Regions from separate parts of the Canis lupus genome. Here region 1 is linked to region 2. Evidence: chromatin contacts called from public Hi-C data. All regions are on one chromosome and are shown on one strand. The core of a region is the stretch at or near the end of the contact, and the rest is flanking DNA. Distances in the headings are between cores, read along the strand shown.

Region 1 (6,986 bases), core at 2,338-4,837, 360 kb after region 2:
GGGTGGGGCCCAGATGGGCAGGGAGGAGGGTGGAGGTGAAAATGCCACACCCCTGGGACACTTGGCACTTTCCAAACCATGCGGTGCCTTGTCAAAGCCAGCTGTTGGCTCTCTGCCCTGGCTTCTAGCCCTTCATCCTTCCCCTCCTCCCCTCCCAGGTCCAGAACCATCTCCTGAGTCAGCTTTGGGCTTCCTGCTGGGGGTCAGATCCTTTTCTGCTCAAGGAAGGAAGGGTTAGTATTAAGACTCCAGGGACCTCACCTCCTTTCTCTGGGGCAATGCACATTCCAAAAAGAACCGAGGGTGTAAGGCTCTGAGTCTGTTCTTTTCCACCAGGGGAAGTGTGATCTCAGCCCTGAGGCTCAGCCCTCTCCCCCCACCCCGCCGGCCCCCCACCGCTTCTCCAGCAGGTGCCTGCTCCCTGGGTGGAGGGAGCCCCAGGAGTGAGAACTCGACTCAGGCTGGAGGTAGGACCGGAGATCTCGGGCCCCACCAGAGGCCCGAGCCAGGAGTGGCAAGGGGTGGGAGAGGCCCTGTGAGCATAGGCGCCGGCCAGGCTCCTCCACCCCAGCCCAGGGGAGCGGTCTAGATCCCTCCCTCCCTCCCTCTCAGCTGACAGGGCAGGGCCCAGCTAGCGTGCAGGGACCTGGAACCGAAACTCAGCAGAGTACCCACCCCAGGGACCCTTGCCGAGGCAGAACCCGAGCAAGCCCCAAACTACCCTGGAGCCTGCCCAGCCCCAGGACCGTGCTTCCCAGGGAGGGGGCGAATGAGGAAATCACAGAGCAACGGCAGAGGGAGAGGGCTTTGGGGTCCGCCAGGCCCACGCGTGTACTGAGCCCCTGTTATGTTTCAGGCTCTGAGCTTGGTTCTGGGAACACAATGCAGACCCAAACCAGACAGGGCTTCTTAGAGGCTGGGGGGCCCTGGCCAAGTCACCCGACCTCTCTGAGCCTCAGCTGCCTTATCTACAACAAGAGGGCTCCTAACTCCCCTACTGCCTGTGAAGTCTGACCTAAACTTGTATGCTGTGAGGCATGGGACAGCCCACAAAGAGTGGTGCTCAGTAAAAGCACCTTGTAGCCTGGAGCTTCTTCCACACAAGGCCAGTTGTACCTGGGTCTGTCCTCAGCCCGTCTCTAGATGGGAAATCCCAGGGCTCTCTGGGGGACCCCCGCAGGACCTGCCCCAGCCCTCACCCCCTGGTCTTCAGTTTTCTCCCCTCTGCAATGGGGTCGCAGCGCCTGTGCTGGCTACTTCCTAGGATTCAACGGAGACACTGTGCACACCTTAGAAAGGGCTTCCCTGGGGCAGGGAAGAAACGACAGCCACAATGATCATCCAACTGCAGGTCATAAGCTATTACGAGTCTCGAAAGCGATGTAGTAGCTGCAGCCAGAAATTTTCCAAAATCAGCTAGAAGAAATCATATTAGAGACTATGTCATAGAGCACAGGTATGTCTTTGGCTGGTGTAACTCTGATCCTGGTTAAATATTGACACCTGCGTGTTTATTGAGTCAGGATTTGAAGCAGACTTCTTGCCAGGGGTCAGGAAGCCCCAGAAACTACAGGACACAGACTCTGGGCTGAAAGAGTCAGGGTTTGCATGACGACTCTGCCCCCGACCGATGGAGTGACATCAGACAAGTGACTTTAGCGCTCTGCGCCTCGGTGTCCTCACCCAGAAAGAGAGATGGCAATAGCCCCTCCCTTGTTGGGTGAACTGCTTGGAACAGCCTGGCATGCAGCCCTGCGAGCGTTGGCGACTACTGCCCGCCTCAGAAGGATGAAGCCAGGCCCCGGAGGAGGTGGCTCTGGGGTGGGAAAGGGGGACAGTTAGGTGGCTCAGTGGTTGAGCATCTGCCTCTGGCTCAGGTCGTGATCCCAGGGTTCTGGGATCAAGTCCCGCATCAGGCAGCCCGCAGAAAGCCTGCTTCTCCCTCTGCCTATGTCTCTGCCTCTCTCTATGTCTCTCATGAATAAATAAAATCTTTTAAAAAATGGACAGGTTCTATATACATACACACATCTATATACATTTATATATGTTATATATAGACACACATATGCATATATACAGTATGAACTCATTCTATAAAAGAAAAAAAGAAAGGTGTGTGGCCTATGGGCAACTTCCCAGGTCATTCCCAGTACCTCTAGGTGGTGGGGTGACAGGTACACATTTGCCTTTTCTTTGTTATAGCTAACATTTCTAGTTCCTAATTTTTTTGTACAGCTAATGTGTATTGTTTTTTGGGGTGCAGGAAAAAAGGTTATTTTTATCAACCTATATAATAAACACTACCCACCTCACCTGACTCATGTGACATTCCCCGGCCAGTGTGTGGGCTCACCCCAAACTGCCTTCCCCTGAAAACCACCAGGTGTGTCATTGTGGTTTGGGGCACCAGAGCCCCAAGAAGCAGCCTGAGTTTTGTTTTCTTTTCTCATTTGTTCACCGTGACGGCTGATGACCTACTGGTAGCTTTCTGTGGAACAAATACGTGCCAAAGATCGCAGATTTCTTATCCAGGACAGAGGGAGGGAGGGTGGCCAAGGCACACCATAGTTTATCAAGTGATAAGTCCTGGCATCTCCTGTGTACAAAGCAGTGGAAAGTGATAAAGGCTGGGGACAGATGTTCTCTAGGCCTCTGATGCCAGACCAAGAAGGGGCATGAAGTGGGGGAGGGGGTGGAAGGGGGTACAGCCGGATGAGGAAGGAAAAGAGGTTGTTCAGAGGCTGCTTCTCAGCTGCCTGGCCCTCTTCCAGGGCTTTCACGTGACGTCACCTCATTCTGAGCAGTTGTGTGTGTATCCAAGTGCATGTATGTGGGTGCATGCTCTCTCGTGTGTAGAGTCGTGTGTGTGTGTGTGTGTGTGTGTGTGTGTGTGTTGTGTATGTGTAGGGGGCGCAGGGGAGGCAGGCAAGAGGTGATATTTAGCCAAGAGAGCGATGTGGAGGCTGAGGCGGAGTCCCTGTTGGCCACTGGGCATGGGGAAAGATGGACCCAAGGTGGACCCTTCAAGAAAGGGACCTGCTTCAGTGAGGCTGTGGTTTCGAGGGTTACCACAGGCATGGAGAGACTACCCCCCCCCCACGACCAGCACCTCTCCCCCCATCAGGGCACCTTCGCTGGGCACTGTTATGCCCCATCTGAGCGCCGCCTCGCCCTCCGGGGGCCACCGCAGGGCCTTCCTCCACTTCGGTCTGGCCCGGCCCTGGCACGGTGCCTGGCAAATCACAGGTGCTCAACACATGCCAAATGAATGCCTGAGTCTGACAATGAATGCGGTCTGGGTGGCGAGTGACTCACCCCTGCCTGAGGCTGGGGACACCCAGGTTCTGGTTTCCCCTTTAGCTTGCCCGTGACCTGAGCTGGGGTGTGTTCTGGAACATGCACCTTCGGCATCACGGAGTTAGCAGAACCCACCGCCGTCTCCCTCCTGTTCTGAAGACGAGGACTCGGGACAAGGGTCTTACAGAGCGGAACGGGGAGGGTGGATGCAAGACCCAAACTCCAAATGGGCACAACATGCAAAGTGCCCGGAAGGCACTCACAGGCCTGGTCACTCCGGGGACATCCGTAGCAGCTGGAAGGCTGGACAGGGGGAGGCCCTGGCGCCTGGAAGGCCAGGGTCAGTGGCTGCGCTTGGGTTTGCAGGTGGAGGCCAAGAACAGTGTCCGGGAAGATGGGGCCAGGCCCAGTGAAGGAAGCTCAGACACTGCAGTTTGGGGGCAGCCAGGAGCTCCGTTTATTGTACCACGAGAAAAAAGGGTCTAGGCAGCCTCCAGGACAGACCCTGGAGGTCGCTACTCTGGCCAAAATTGCTCCCCAGTCCCTGAATCTCTGTAATAGAGGTGTAAACGTCAACAGTGCCTCCTGCTGGAAAGCCCCTGCATTACAGCACCTCTGTGCTGCACGTCAGAAACCGCAAGTAAGGGAGCTAGCTGTGTTCTGGAATGTTCAAGCTGGAATAACACCATTCAACAGCTATTACTGCTGCTGCTGCTGCTGCTTTTATTTATTTTTTTTAAGATTTATTTATTCATGAGAATCACAGAGAGAGGCAGAGACACAGGCAGAGGGAGAAGTGCTGCTGCTTTTCTTAAGAGCTTCCTGTGCCCCAGACACAGTACTAAGTAATTTTCCTGGATTATTCCCATTTAATCTCCCCAATGACCCCATAGGATAGGAACCATTATTAACCCCATTTGTCAGATGATGAGACCAAAGCAGGAAGGATACATTGTCTTTTCGGAGGTCTCAGATTAGTTTGTAGCAAGGTTAGCTTTCCAGCCCAGGTCTCTCTGACACAAAAGCCCGTGGTTTTCACTGTCTTCCTGGGCCTCCTGTCAAGTCCCAGGATGATGGAGGTCTTTCATCTTTCTGTCACATCCACTGACTTGGTAGTGGCTGCCTCGACCCCTGTGGAGAAGGATTCTTGGTGCCACGATGCATTAATGACGTCCCCCGGGGGCGCCAGCAGGGATGTGGGGGCGTGTGCATCAGGCATGTCTTTGTCTCTGAACTAGTTCAACCTACTGGCTAGTGTGAGTTTTATGGTTCCCCAAGAAAGGGATCGAGGCCCAGTCCTCTAACCTATGTCTTAACTCGCTCACTCAGAAGCCTCAGTATCATCCTGGACCCTCTTACCTCCATATCCCACATCAAATGTTCCAACAAATCTCATTGATTCTACCGTCAAAATATGTCCAGAATCCAGCTACTGCTCATCACCTTCACAGCTGCCACCGCTATGATCTACCCTGGACTGACACCTACCCAGCCTTGCTACATGTGTCCTTACCCTCTGCATTTGGTCTCCACACTGCCAGCAGAGTCCTTAGATTTGGGCAGAGTGTTGATTTTCAAAATGCCTTTGCATATGTTACACACACAGTAAAAAAGGGCAGGAAATTCTCACTCCCATTTGACAGATGAGAAACATTGAGGCCCAGAACAGTGATGTAATTGGCCTAAAGACGCACACCAGGGAAGCTGCAATCCAGCCCTTACCCTGATGTTATATGCTCCTTGACTCCTCTAACTCCCAGAGTTTCCTATGGGCACATCTGAGAGTTTTTACACACATACACACACACACACACACACACACACACACTACCCAGTGGTTGCAGGAGGTCAGGTAGGGAGGATTTCATGGAGCCCAAGAGAGATGGTCTCTCTCTGCCTTGGACTAGCCGCAGAAGTGTCTCGGTCCAATGCAAAGGCTCAGTTTTGATCACTTTTCTTTGGTGTGTGGTGCCCCCTGGGGTTCATTCTTAGGAAATGCAGTTGATTATCTAAGAAAGACTTTGGGTGGAGGGACAGACAGGCTTTGTAGGTGAAAGGAGGTGCCTGGGAGCTCTCTGACCTTGCTCTCTCCCAGCAGAGGTCTTCGTCCACTTAAAGGCAAAAGTGTGTGTCCAGGTGGGTGAGGGCCATCCTACTCCTTCCAAAGTTTACCCATCCACACCTCATGGAAACCCAAATTGTTACAGCTTTTCTGAAAGCAGTTATTAAAAAAGGAAAAAAAATTAGATTTAAAAAAAGGTTTTAGATGATATGCTCATTACATACTGCTAAATGAAAAATTAGTACAAAAATGCATATAAAAATGCTCTCCACGTACACATCTATTGAAGATAGACACACATGGCAGCAATGAGTCTCTCTGGAGAGTAGGATTAGGATTAGGATTTATTTTTATTTATTTATTTGAGACAGCACGCACATGTGGGGTAGGCTGTGGAGGAGGAAGAGAGAGGGGGGAAGCAGGCTCGCTGCCGATATGGGGCACGATGTGGGGCTCAATCCCAGAACCCTGAGATCAGGACCTCAGCCAAAGGCAGATGTTTAACCTACTGAGCCCCTTTTAACTTTCTTTATGCTTTTTGAATTTCCTGCACACACATTTCGCTTTTCTAAAGTAAAATCTTATAAAGGAAAAAAATACATAAATAAAGCCCTTTCCACCTGGTGTCCTGACTCTGTTGCCTGCTAAGAGCTTGTCAGAATGTTCCCTCCAGAACACTATTCAGTGAGCAATGGGCAAGCTGAAGATTTGTCCACTGCTGGGAACATGTGCATTCCAGTGGGAAGCTTCTGGAGATAGTGCCTTACTCAAGCATGTCAGAGTCCTAGTGAGGGAGGGGTGGTGATGGAAGGGACAAAAAGGATTCCCTGGGAACCAAGAAAACTTAGATCTCAGAGAGTAGCCAAGAAAAAGTTGATGACCAAGGTTCTCAGGCAGAGAGGAATATAAGCTGCAGAGAGATCACATATATGAGTGTGCCCAGGACCAGAGAAGTGACTAGATAATGCCCACGGTCACAGAGCAGATGGGTGTGTCTGTTGTTCAGACCGTCAACCCCCAATCCCTGAGTTCTTTCCATGCACCAGGAAGCTGGAACTTTCAGGAAACTCCCACAGAAATGCAAATTAGCATTGAGAAAACACTAACTGGCAACAAATTTTAAGTCTGATAAGATGGAAAGGTTGATAAGGACGTTGGGTAAAGTATATGTTCGTGTATGCTCCTGGTAGGAGTTTGATGGGGTTAGCCACTGTACAGAGCAACTTGAGTACTTGTTAAATTTTTAAATGCATCCTATGACCTAGCAGATCCACACCTCAGGATTATCTACCCCTGAGTGTAGACTGAGTGGTTCACACTGGTGAGCATTGAGGCGTTTTGTCATCTTGAAAAGTCAAAAACATTCTGAATATCTATCAACTGGAGAAGCATTAAATAAAATATGACACATCTGACCTGTGGAATAGTTTGAGTGGAGGAGCGGGGGAAGAGTCTCCATGTACAATGAGTACAATGTGGAAAGTTCTCCACGGAGTTTTGTGGAGGGAACAATGCCAGAAGCAAGTTGCAGGATGATAGAGTATGAAACAATGTATATAAAACCCCACAGTATCATCTGTTTTCTTTTTATTTATTTATTTATTTATTTATTCATGATAGACAT
Region 2 (6,970 bases), core at 3,376-5,875:
TTTCCAGGCCTTCTCGAGGAGCCCCTCGCCTCACCGCAGATCCCCGCGCTTCTACTTACGCGGAAGAATCCCGCGTCCATCTTGCTGCCTCGCTCGGAGATCGCTCCCTATCCCAAGATACACCGCGCCGCCGCGACGGAGGGCGGGACCGGCAAGGAAGGCCGAGCGCCGGGACGCAGCGCGCGCCGCTCCACCCGCCCCTCCAGCCGACACGAGGCCGCGCCTGCTCAGTGCGGCGAGCCCCCCGCCACGCGTGCGCACGCGCGCCCGGGGGCGGGGCCGCTGCCGTCTCCGAGGCTCCCCAGCAGCCAGTCCGCGAGGAGAGTCTCGCGATCGCAGCCAATGGAGACAAGAGAGGGAGCCGTCGGGTCGCCCCGCCCTGCGAATCCTTTTGTGGCGCCGGATCCGCCTTGTTCGCTCAGCGTGACTTGACCCATCCTTCGACCCGTAGTGGAGGAGGCCTCCCGCCCTGGGGGGAGGGGTGTGAGTGTGTGTGTTCCAGGGAGCGATTGAAGAGGAAGGCTGTTACCTCAGAGTGACGCGGGCGACGCGGCCCTTGCGCTGGAGCGGGGCCTGCCGGCCCTTCGTGTCACCGTAGAAGTTGTGGTTGTGTCGCTTTCACGCGTTTACCAGTGACTAAGACCGACTCTAAGCAGTCGAGCTGTGTGGTAGCGGGTGAAGAGCCGGTTCCTCGCTCGCCCCCGCCGCCGTCTTCACACGGCTCGCCCGTTTGGGCGGGAAGCGGGCCCCTCTGGCCGGGTCTCCTCAAGTTCCCTCCCGGACGCGCACGCACGGCCGCTCCCTCCCCCCTTCCCTGCTCGGCGGCGGCGGCGCTGGCCGCTCCGGGCTGTGGGTGCCTCGAAGGCCGCTTCCGTGCTGACGACGGCTTGGGCCTCCGGCTCAGGCGCGCGTCCCCGTCCCTGAGCCCGTCCGTCCCGGCAGCTTCCTGCCTGACATTTCCGCTTGGATACGCCTCACGGACGGCTCGTGGCCCGGGACTGAGCTCCCTCCCTCCCTCCCCACACACCCCGGAAAACCCACCCGCCCCTCGCTCCCCCCCGGAGTCTCCTGCCTCCGTCCGCGGCCGCAGCTTTCCTTTGTTTAGGATGCGAGCCTCGGTGGTGTTCTCGACTTTTCTTTCGCCTTCAGCCCACTTCCAGGTTATCAGGAAACCCGCGGGGCTGCAGTCCTGGCTCAGGGCGCCGGCACCTTCTGCCTCAGTTTCTGCTTCACCCTTGCCACTCGGCGTCTATTCTAAGTGGAGCAGTTTTCCCTTTTAGGAAACCTTAGACACCTCAGTCTGAAGCGCAGAACTTTCCCAAAGTCCCTCGTTTTCCTCAGAACAGGCTAAAATCCTACCCGGTGTCCCCCGATTCCTTCTTTGAATTCCTCCCTAGTACCCTGACCCTGCTCACCTCTTGGACTTCCTAAGCTTGCTCTTGCCTCAAGACCCCTGCATTGGTTGTAACTTCTGCCTAAAATGCTCTACCCCCAGGTATCTACTTGGCAAATGTCAAGGTTTTGCTCAAGTATCACCTAGTCAAGGAGGTCTACCCTCCTAGTTACCCCCTGGAAACTGCTTACACACCCTCTCTAGGCTCCCGATGCTTCTTAATGTACTTTTTGTTCCATAGCATTTACCACCTTATATTTCTTTACCTTTTTAAAATGTTTGTTTCTTATCCGTTCACCACACTAGAATGTAAACTCCTTAAAGTCAGGGCATTTGTCTTTTTTGCTCATTGTCCCTAGCATCAAGAACAGTGTCAAGAGGGACACCTGGGTGGCCCAGCTGCCCAGCTGTCTGAGCATCTGCCTTTAGCCCAGGACGTGATCCCGGACTCCTGGGCATGGGCTCCCTGCATGGAGCCTGCTTCTCCCTCTCTGTCTGTGTCCCTGCCTCTCTCTTCTGTGTTTCTCATGAATAAATTTTAAAAATCTTAAAAAAAAAAAAATAACCGTGCCAAGAGGCTCAATAAAATTTGTTAAATGAACAACAGCTTTGTAAGAGAATCAAAGATGGGAAGGTGACTGACTGGCTTCCACAGAACAGAACAGATGGAATTATGAAATCACAATGTCCCACATCTCACTGACTATTCTCACTGGTTCTGATCATTGTGTTGTTTATCTTTTCTTTACTCTTTTTTGCTGCAAATCCCATAAATGTTGATTTTCCTTGCAGTTCCGCCATTGACCCTTTTTACTTTTCACTCAACAAAGATGACTTATCTGTCCTCTCTTGGCTTCAATGGCCATTTCATCTGCTAAATCAATTTATCTCATACATACTTTTGCCCCACCTATATATGCAACTTCTTATTACATTGAACTTGGGATGTCCTGTAAACACCTCACACTCAACATGTCCCAAACTGAATTCATCTTCTTTTACTTGCCTCAACTTTGTTTTCCCATTCTCAATGAATGAGTCTACCTTTCTCCCCATCATCATTCTCTTTTTCATACTCTACTGTAACTAGATCTTGCCTTTTCATTTCTGTTGCCTTCCTTCTAGCCCTATTGCCTCTTTTTAATTTGGATTACTCTCTGGGTCATCGCAGCAACAACCTATTAACCATTTCCCCTCCCTTCAGGGTTGATGTCTCTACCCTATATTGAAAGTGATTTTCTTTCTTTCTTTCTTTCTTTCTTTCTTTCTTTCTTTCTTTCTTTCTTTCTTTCTTTCTTTCTTTCTTTCTTTCTCTCTCTCTCTCTCTCTCTTTCTTTCTTTCTTTTTTTAAGGTTTGATTTGTTTGAGCGAGAGAGAGCACAAGCAGGGGAAGAAGCAGAGGGAGAAAGAGAAGCAGACTCCCTGCTGAGCATGGAATTGGACTTAGGGCTCCATCCCAGGACCCTAGGATCATGGCCTGAGCTGAAGTCAGACGCTTAACTGATTGAGCCACTCAGGGTGCCCCTCAAGAGTGATTTTCTAAGATAATAATCTTAATCCTTTCACTCCCCAAATTAAACCTTTCCGTGGCTCTCCAATCCTCTAGATAAAGTCGAAGCTAGTTACTGTGGCTTATAAGACACCCTTATGATTCATTTACTGTTCCCTTTTTCAGACTCATCACAAGGACCCCTCTCCATTTGCACATCCTTCCCTTCTAAGCTGCAGCTACAATGAACTACAGATACGGTCTAGTTATAAACAGGTGTCAAAAATCAGTCTCTTGTCTGTGTGTTGGTAAACCTAAAGTTACTAAGTGACTCAAATATCGCTTCCTCAAACAAGCCTTTTATGACCAGCCTTCCGAAAATAGCAGAACCCTCTCCCCATTCACTCTATCATACCTTGCTTTATTTTTTTCTTCATAGTGCCTAATAGTAGTTGACATTGTTAACTATTTTGTTTACATGCTTACTATTTACATGCCCCCCATTGTTAACTATTTTGTTTACATGCTTACTGTTTACATGCCCCCAATTAAAAAAAAATAAAGTTTATGAGTTTCTTGTTCATTAGTGTCTAGAACAGTATCTAGCACATTCTTGGAGCTCAATAAATATTTGTTGAATGAATGTATGGATAAGACTCTGGATCAGTCACCAAAGGCCATTTCTACTAATGAGGAGTCTTTGAAGTAGTATAAACATTTATTCTATCAGGAAGTGTCCACATTGAAAACTCTGCCAAGGGAGATAAAACTCCCTACAGGGGAGAAGGATAAGCCTACTCCCTGCAGTGAAGTCCTTGGCAGTGAAGGTATTTGCAGATGCCATCTCCTGCTCACTTTGATGCTGTGGAGATCAAAATGGCTCTTAAAGCCAAGATGCTATCCCAGTGAGCCACTGGTGGCTCTTTGCTAGGTCGGTCTTTAAGTCCCCAAATAAGCCCTGAGCCTCAAAAAGCTAAGGGGCAGCCAACCTTGTTGTCAATCTTCTGGGCACAGATTCAAAGATTCTCTATCTCATCAAATGCTTTCCTACACTGTTTGTTGATTGCTGTGGATAATGGACCTGTTCTATCTGCTGCCACTACCCTTTGTCCTTTAGAGCCACGATGACTGAACATAACTGTCCCTTAGGCATGTGCACTTTTTGTAATTTTCTCACCTCTTTCAGCTTGTATTTTCATCCCCACTTCCATCCCTGTCTTTTCTTTCTTTCAGCTCTGCTTTTGTGTTTCCTAGGTAAAATGGAATAACCATCTTCAAAAAATATCTCAAAATCCCAGCACAAATTTACCAGACAAGCTATGGACTAAAATAATCCCATAATCAAAATGAAAATGTATGATGGATAAAAGCTGATGCATTTTGCTTTGGAAGGTGTCTTTGAGCACATCAGGGAGCGTATTCATTATTTACTGCCGAATAACCCCCCAAATTTTTAGTAACTTGAAAGAATAAATGTTATCTATCATGCACTGTTTCTGTGGATCAGGAATCTGGAGTGGCTTCTTTGGTTCTGGCTCAGGGTCTTTCAAGAAAATGTAGTCAGGATATTGGCCTATATTACAGTCAGTTGGGCCTGGAAGATGTGTTTCCAAGAAGTTCCACTCACATGGCTGTTGGCATGAGGCTTCAGGTCTTTGCCACATTGACCCCTCCTTTGGCTGTTTGGATATCCTCATGGCATGGCAGCTGGCTCCCCTCAGAGCAAATGATCCAAAAGAGAGCAAGACATAAGCCATGGTGTCTTTTATGACCTAACTTCAGAAGTCATACACCATAGTCTCCACATTATCCCTTTGATGACACAGGTTACCTATATTCAGTGATGGAGGGGACAGCGCAAGGGTGTGAACCATTGGGGGCCATCTTGGAGGCTGGCTACCAGTGCAAGTGTTGGAAAGTTGAAAATGTAGGGGCACCTGGATGGCTCAGTCAGAAGAATATGTGACTCTTAATCTCGGGATTGTAAGTTTGGGCCCCACGTTGGGTGTACAGATTACTTAAAATTTAAAACAAAAAAGAAAAAATACATAAGCATAAGAGTTTGTATACTTTCAGATTTAGGAGGGACTATATATTCTTTCTCTCCCCTCAGAACCTTTGTACATATTCTATCCCTTTGATCTAGAACTACTGTTCTCTCCTTTCCAGGCTTTGCTTTGCCCTCCCCACCTTGTTTTTCTACTTTCAATCCTTTTAACTAACCAACTCTGATTCTTCTTCCAGGATTTAGTTTAGGTGTTACCTCTTCTAGGAAGCATTTCTAGTGGTGGAACTTAGTACTTACCATCTGAGTATCTTTTAGGGGATTGCTCAGCCCCCAAACCCTTAGACCCAGATCTTTGCAAACAGGTTCTTCATATTCTACTTATTAACATATTTTCTACTATATTCTAATCATGTACATGCTCATCTCCACTCTTGTGTACCCCCTCCTGCCCCAGCACACAAAAACTCTTTGAAAGCAGGAACTGTCTCCTCTCTTCATTATCAGCACCCAAACCAGTTTGGCAAATAAGAAGTTCCAAGTATATGGGCAACAAACACACGCTTTTGCCAAATGCACAATAGCTGCGTGTTAAAAACAATGTTCTGCCAAAGCTAAAGACTTCCATCATAGAATACACTTTTGGATACAAGAATAAACTTTTATCAAGAAAGTATGAAATTTGGGGGTACCTGAGTGGCTCAGTTGGTTGAGCATCTGCTTTCTACTCAGGTCATGGTCTCGGGGCCTTAGATCAAGCCCGTATCAGGTTCCCTGCTCAGTGAGGGGTCTGCTTCTCCCTCTCCCTCTGCTCCTCCTTACCATTCCCCACCATCCCAAGGCTTTTGTGTGTATGTGTGTGCGCATGCGCTCTCTCTCAAATAGATGAATAAAATCTCTAAAAACAAAAAAGTATGAAATTTTAACAAGTTTAACTACAACTTTATTATTAAAAATTTTGGTAGTCGGGGTACCGGGGTGGCTCAGTCCGTTAAGCGGCTGCCTTCGGCTCAGGTCATAATCTCAGGGTCCTGGGATCTGAACCTTGTGTCTGGTTCCCTGTTTGGTGGAGACTGCTTCTCTCTCTCCCTCTGCCTCTCCCCACTGTTCCTGCTCTCTCTCTCTCAAATAAATAAATAATCTTTTTAAAAAATTTAGTAGTCGGAAAAAAAAAAAAAAAAAAAAAAAAAAAAATTTAGTAGTCGGGATCCCTGGGTGGCGCAGCGGTTTAGCGCCTGCCTTTGGCCCAGGGCGTGATCCTGGAGTCCTGGGATCGAGTCCCACATCGAGCTCCCTGCATGGAGCCTGCTTCTCCCTCTGCCTGTGTCTCTGCCCCTCTCTCTCTGTGTCTCTCATGAATAAATAAATAAAATCTTTAAAAATAAATAAATAAAATAAAAATAAAATAAAAAATTTAGTAGTCAAATTAAGTCTGGCATTATAGTGCAGGAATAATAGCTTCTTGGCACTACAGTGTTCCTGCATTCGCTATACTGCACATTTTTAATACTAAATAGACACTTTATGATTCCTGAGTTTCTCATGGCCTTCTCCATATTTATTTTACTGTCACTAATCAGATTCACTATGAGGTTGACTATATGAAGGGCAGAAATCTCTTGGCAATAAAAGAAAATAAAAGCTTAGTTGAATTTACCATTAATATATCAAGCTGTCAAACAATAAGCAGATTTCTAGTTGTTTTTTTTTTTTTGCATGCATAAATATCAAATATGTAAGACATAGAACAGCAGTCTGAGATTTTCTGAATCTCTCTTTCCCAGTCTAATAGCCAGATTCACTAGATGGCAGTCTATCCTCTCAGAGGGAAGCAAACAATGACAAAGACACTGAACTGTTGGTTTGATTGGTGGGTTTTTTACTGAGCCCTGACTATGTGCACCTTGGGGTTCTTAGATGTAGTAAAGAATACCAGGGATGCTTAAGACAGTCCTCAGGGAGTTTATAATGTAGCCAGAAGATAAAAGCAACAGGCAAATGTCGCAACAGAAAAATATAGCTGCCTGCTTTGCTTTTTATCCTATAGAAAGTTCCCCCACAGATGTTACATTCAGGCATTGTG

Evidence for each region. A called contact is a pair of places that touch in the nucleus more often than the background predicts.
Region 1: a Hi-C map of liver shows a contact between it and region 2, with 4 times the contacts expected there. The contact joins the enhancer-like site here to the promoter of SRRM1 in region 2. A contact is called at or near these places in 3 of 9 Hi-C or Micro-C datasets (amygdala, liver and skin fibroblasts).

Annotation. Positions count from the first base shown.
Region 1 is chr2:74,808,099-74,815,084 of UU_Cfam_GSD_1.0, forward strand. The region is part of intron 1 of IFNLR1 (interferon lambda receptor 1); the gene reads left to right. Among named protein-coding and RNA genes, the nearest start is that of IFNLR1, 11 kb to the left of the region's middle. Within about 2 kb of position 3,588, at least 4 of the 20 cell types and tissues checked have an H3K27ac peak or open chromatin away from gene starts, as enhancers often do.
Region 2 is chr2:74,444,845-74,451,814 of UU_Cfam_GSD_1.0, forward strand. SRRM1 (serine/arginine repetitive matrix protein 1) reads right to left here and starts at 4,626. Exons shown (of 18, transcript XM_038531575.1): 1 at 4,510-4,626.